Regions from separate parts of the Sus scrofa genome. Here region 2 is linked to region 1. Evidence: chromatin contacts called from public HiChIP or PLAC-seq data. All regions are on one chromosome and are shown on one strand. The core of a region is the stretch at or near the end of the contact, and the rest is flanking DNA. Distances in the headings are between cores, read along the strand shown.

Region 1 (2,900 bases), core at 93-2,592:
AATTTTTTTCACCAGAAAACAACTGTAGGACCTGGGCACACAAAATCTCCAAGCAAGAAATAGAAAGGGTTTGAAACCACAAATAAGCAAAAATCAGAATTCTACACTTCCACTTGTCAAAATACCCTTTAGCTCTCGACAGGCCATTGCTTTCCCTAAATACCAAACTTAGACACTCAATCAGGTTCTTCATCTATTGCTCTCTGCACTTCTTATTGAAAGGAAGGATTTGTTTTGGTCCCACATGTTGGAAAATTCATGTTCCTATAATTAAGAGTTTGTATGCCACGCCTTCTGCCACATTTCCCTGTAAAAACTCCCTTCTCTAAAAAGGATCCATGAAAACAACTACCAGCCCTCATCTTTCTCTCAAGCAATCCACAGAAGACAGATCCAAAGGTTCTCGGCAGCCTTCCTAACCCCTCCAGATCACAAAGTTGGCAAGCCATGGGATTCTCCGCTAAAATGTAAGAATGAAAACGAGTTGGCGTTGAAGTGTGCCCCCAAGAGACCGGTTTTCCCACAGGCTCAATGAATTTCCCACACCCCAAATGAATTCCTCAAATCTTGACTATGGAAAAGGATTTTTTATGTTATTATGTAAGAATATATAAACATAACAATGACAGTCTTTCATTTAAAGCAACGCATAATAGGCCACAGGAGAACCAAAAAAATACAAAACTTTTCTCCTCTCTCAAAGAGCATAATGTTTGAGTCCATATTTCATAAACTTTTAGTGACATTTTAAAAGAACACCCCTACACACACACACACACACACACACACACACACACACACACACACACACACACACCACTCCTCTGATCGGGGTTCTCAAGTATTATTAGAAGACTAGGGTGTGGGGGGTTTAAGGACACAGTCAAGATTTTACATGTCGAATTCCGGAGGTATTTTTCCCATACAAACTAGTTGAGAGCCCCAGTTGTTAAGCCCTACCGCACCCCGCAAAAAGTGTGGGTTCCCACTGGGAGAGAGGAGTGAGCTGGGAGAGAGGAGTGAGCTGGAAAAGGAAATCGAGTGGGGAAAAGGAGGAGCAGCTACAACCACACAACGGTGCCACTGCTTGCCGGTCCCCAAGAGAGGACAAACGCCCTTACCTGGGGGAGGAGAGCCGCCCGCACGAGTTGCAAAAGTTCTGGTTCACCTTCGCTCGGAGTTCAAAGCGCCGGCCCTCTGCCCCCACGGCAGTCTGGCCACTCCGAGTCCTCTCCCGGCCGGCTCCCGCCTTCCCCACCCTCTCGGCCCTACACCATGTCAGGAATCCGGGCAGGCACCGAGCTGGGAGCTGACATCACTCCCAGTTCCAGGTACCTCCCCTCCCTCGCGCCCGCCCGCCCGCCTCCCTCCCCGCAGAAATTAGCCAAAGAGAGGACGCCGGGGGGGCGTTGGCGCGCCCCCGCTCGCGCTGATTGGGCCCGCGGGCTGTCAGTCAGAGGAGCCCACTAATTTTACACATTCCTCGCTGAGCCCGGCAAGGGCTGGAAGTGGGTGTTGATGGAAAAAAAATGCTGCCTTTCCTGCTATCTCTAAGGGAGGGAGAATAATGGTACGAGGAAGATCCTTGCGGGTGGCGTTTTAAACTTTTCTTGGCGCATTTACCCTCTCCCAGGTCGGAAACGAAACTAACCCACCCAAGCCCCCTTTTGAAGGAAAAACAGTCGCCTCTGTGTCACGGGCAAGTCCGAGTCCGGCGGCGCGTGGAGCAGAAAATGGCTAGCTTGAAGTCAGGCAAATAAAGGAAAACGCCAGCTCCCTCTGCTAACCCTTTTATCTTGGGACGGCTGGGCGTTCCCTTAGACGGGAAATTTAGAACTTCAAAAGCACTTCGGGAAGATGTGAAGGAGAATCCTAGAAACCGCGACCCAGCTCTGGGTTGTTAACCGGGGGTGTTATCCACCATGCGGCGGCTTTTGCTTTTAGCGATGGAAACCCAGCACACGAGCTTCCAGGCAAATAAAATTGAACCTCTGAAGAACAATTACTATTTACCTTTTTAAAGATCTTAAGGCTGCTGTTTCCATGCACAATTGAAGGGGGATGGGGGTGGGGGAACCTCACAATTGAGTTCAGCAAGCCACAGGAGAATAATTACTGTTGAATGGAACCAATTGCAGTGGCTGAGGAATCAATTAAGAATTAACTAACGTTTACGCTGACAGCTATCAGGCAGTATAATACTCCCGGCCAACAAAACAGAAAGATTCCCAGGAAATGGGTCTTTCAGTTTGCCTAATAACTGCTTGCAAGGCAGGACTAAATGGTGAAAAGTGGCCCTCTTTACATGATATATAGATATATTATCCATCATCTTCTGGAATTACAATGAATGAATTATTGGTTTCCTGTTGGATTTTATTGTTTGTTTTTTTGATGGATGACACGTCATACATTTCACCATCCTGCCAAAAATTGTAGAAGGGAGGCAGAGAGTCCACCATTGTGTCTCACTTCAATCTTCACATCCATCCTGTAAAGTGAGTGTCATTAGCCTCATTTTAACCTAAAGGAATCCAAGGCTCAGCAAGCTTAGGTAAGTAAATTGCTCCAGAACACCCAGGACTGGGGTTGAAACCCAGGTTCATTTGACTCTGAAGCTATTTATTCTCTTTAAAGTAGTGATTGCCCACAGTCTACACTCACTCCAACACTATCATGCTAAAAAAAAAAAAAAAAAAAAAAAAAATCTGAAGACCCAGATAATGCTCACAGACCTGCTCTTTTACCATGATGCTGTTTGTCAAACCTACACAAATTCCAAGCTCCTGACTTGTATTTCTGAATCCATTTCCCTCCAACTCTAAGTCTTTCTATGCACCACTTTGAAAGGCATTTTCTAAAACAGTGTTTGGTTTTACTATCAACATCTTCCCCTCTAA
Region 2 (2,881 bases), core at 41-2,540, 1.5 Mb after region 1:
TCCTGGAGGCGGGGAAGAGGCACGACTCCCGCAGACACGTGACCTCCTTCCAGCCGCCGCTTCCCGCGACCCAGATCCGTCCCCGGAACCCGCGCTCGGCGGGGCGGGCCGGGGGACACGTAGCGACGGCCCCAAGTCCCTGCTGCGCCCGGGTTCGCGTGCATTCGGCGTACTTCTCGCCTTGGTTCACGTGCCAGTGGCAGTAATGACTATTTCGGGGATCACCCAGGAGAATGCAGGCAGGAAAGACTTTTGGTTTGATATCTATGTAGATAGATAGATAGATAGATAGATAGATAGATAGATAGATAGATAGATAGATAGATAGATAGATAGATAGATAGGAGAGAGATTAATATATATTCTCCCTATCCCCTCCTGGCAGACCCAGTGGGGGCAATGGGCCCGGAGACCTGGGAATCCCGCAGGACGCGCTTTCCCTCGGTCTCCGATGTCCCTTGCGGCCCGCTGCGCCAGGCACCAGGGGCAGTGCGCAACTGCGGGCACCTCCCGGTAACTCTCACTAGCAGTGAGTCATGCTCCGGGGATGGCTCTGGGGAAAGGTAGCCCGGTTCGAGGTGGCCTGTGCTTTCCCCGAGCGGGGCACCGAGGCTGCAGGGCAAGCGCGCGCACGCGCACACGCGCGCGCGGGTTCCCCGTGCAGTGATGTGGCAGCAGCGGCAGGTCGGATCACGTTGCTGGCCCTGTGCTGGTACCCGTTTGAGACAGGATTAAGGAGGGAGGCTTTGGAGGTACCAGCGGTAGTAAACGTGGGCTCTGCACACTCCCGGCGTCTCTTATCACACGAAGGGGGAGGGGCGGGGAAAGTGCGCAGCGCCACCCGAGGCGCAGAGGGGCGGCGGGGCTTAGCGGGCGATTGGTAATGCTGCATTGCTTTTTCGCGGGAGCCCCTCTCTTGCCACCCCATCCTATTCCCCTCCCTCCCCGCCGCGTTCCTGAGGGAGCTCCTGAGAACCCAAACGTCGTCATCTGTGGCTGTGATTAGTGGCACCGCAATTCCGGCTGCTGCGGGAAGTTTGGACACTGTGGGGCAGAAAGACACTTGGATTGCGACATTCTGACCCAGTGGCTACATTTTCACTTATCTTAAATCTCTCGGGGAGCAGATTTCATGTTGTCCCTTTTGGGGGCAACCTCCAATCAGGTCTAGGGGTCCCCCCAGGCCACTGAGCGTAAGCAAACAAGTCTCCAAATTGTCCTTCGGGACTGAAGTTGACCCATCGCGAATTCTCTTTCTCTTTCCTTTCTCTGGTCCAAACCAACAGCACAGTCTGTGGAAAAGTAAAAAGCCACGTTCACGTTCCTATCCGTAAGGACAGACGGATTGAAGGAGTCGCACTTCCCAGCGGAGGAAGCCCAAGCTGCCCCGCACCCCCGGGCGCCCCCTCCCACTCCCCCAGCTGACTGCGCTGCCTTGGGGAAGCTTAATAGCCTGGCTGAAGTTGTTTTTCCTTTCCGGTGGCCCTGATCAGGTGTCCCCGCCCCCTCCCGCCGTCCGCCTTCCCTAGCAGCCTTCTCCCGACGCCCCCTCCTGGCCCGGCCCCTCCTCCCCCGCCCCCCTCCGGGCTGGACCGCGGATGGTACGTTCCGCACGTGAGCTGGGTGCTGGTCTGGCCGGCGACGCGCGTGCCCTGTGGCCAAACACTGCCCGGAGTGAGAGCAAACTACCAGCGCAGTGGAGCCAGCGCGAGTGTGCGTGCGTGTGTGTGCGTGTGTGTGCGAGAGAGCGAGCGCGGAGGGAGGGGGGGACCAACTGCTTCACACTTTCAACACTGCACTGAAGAGGGAGAGAGAGAGAGAGACTGGAGACGTACAGATTCCCCCCAGGATCTCCCAGGGCTACCGTCCCACAGATTATAGAACAGAACCCCAAAAATCGAAACAGAGGAAACGGACAGCGATTGAACATGGACGAAGGAATTCCTCATTTGCAAGAAAGACAGTTACTGGAACATAGAGATTTTATAGGGTAAGGTGCACGCACCCTTGCGAATATCTGTCTAGGCTTCAGTTTGATTTTTTTTTTTTTTTTTCTTCTCCAGAAAGTGGTATGGAGCGGGGAGGGCAGAGCCCCTCTCGGAATGGGTTCCTGATGCTGATTTCTATTTTGCAGACTGGATTATTCCTCTTTGTATATGTGTAAGCCCAAAAGGAGCATGAAGCGAGACGATAGCAAGGTAAGTGTAAGTTTCCGACGTTCCTCTTAACCTGCCTGGATAGTTAATTAGGGCCATTGATTTAACAGGGAAGTCTGCCCGCAAATATATTACAGATCTTGAGCTTCCCCAACTGAATTTTAAGTGGTTTGCTGGATACTCTCAGGGGGAGTTTAAACATCATACCTGAATTTAAATTGCATTTCAGAACAGTCCAGAGGAAAGAGGTTTCTTGGGCATAGTTTCTCACATAGTATGTTTTGGGGGGAGGATGGCAGGGTATTGTTAAATCCAGTGAATGAATGTTTAGTTTATTGTTTTCTCTCTTCCATGACTCTCATGTATTAAGGATACCTACAAATTACCGCACAGATTAATAGAAAAGAAAAGAAGAGACCGAATTAATGAATGCATTGCTCAGCTGAAAGACTTACTGCCTGAACATCTAAAGTTGACAGTAAGATGCACATTTTTATTCTTTGCTGCTCTCCAAGGGTGTGTTAATAGCCTGGTACTAGTCCCAGGGTTATAAGAATAAAATGTAAATATCACATGCCTTACAACTTGTGCTATAGTGGAGAGTTTCCTGCAAACTCAAGAGTAGGTGTTCACAACTGATTTCTTAATCATTTATAACCTGTATTGTTGAAGCTCAAGAAGTATAGGAATGGTACTTCTTTCAAAGTGCTTGCTTAAGTTGCTGA

Evidence for each region. HiChIP or PLAC-seq counts read pairs in DNA pulled down with a chosen protein or histone mark.
Region 2: a contact with region 1 is called in an H3K27ac HiChIP or PLAC-seq map of skeletal muscle, with 4 times the contacts expected there. The contact joins the promoter of BHLHE41 here to the promoter of PPFIBP1 in region 1. A contact is called at or near these places in 1 of 47 Hi-C or Micro-C datasets (heart right ventricle) and 1 of 2 datasets of contacts at active chromatin or transcription factors (skeletal muscle).

Annotation. Positions count from the first base shown.
Region 1 is chr5:46,221,552-46,224,451 of Sscrofa11.1, forward strand. PPFIBP1 (liprin-beta-1) reads right to left here and starts at 1,343. Exons shown (of 28, transcript XM_021092144.1): 1 at 1,122-1,343.
Region 2 is chr5:47,686,372-47,689,252 of Sscrofa11.1, forward strand. It overlaps BHLHE41 (class E basic helix-loop-helix protein 41), which reads left to right and starts at 1,291. Exons shown (of 5, transcript XM_003355541.4): 1 at 1,291-1,990; 2 at 2,135-2,198; 3 at 2,527-2,634. The coding sequence starts at 1,929.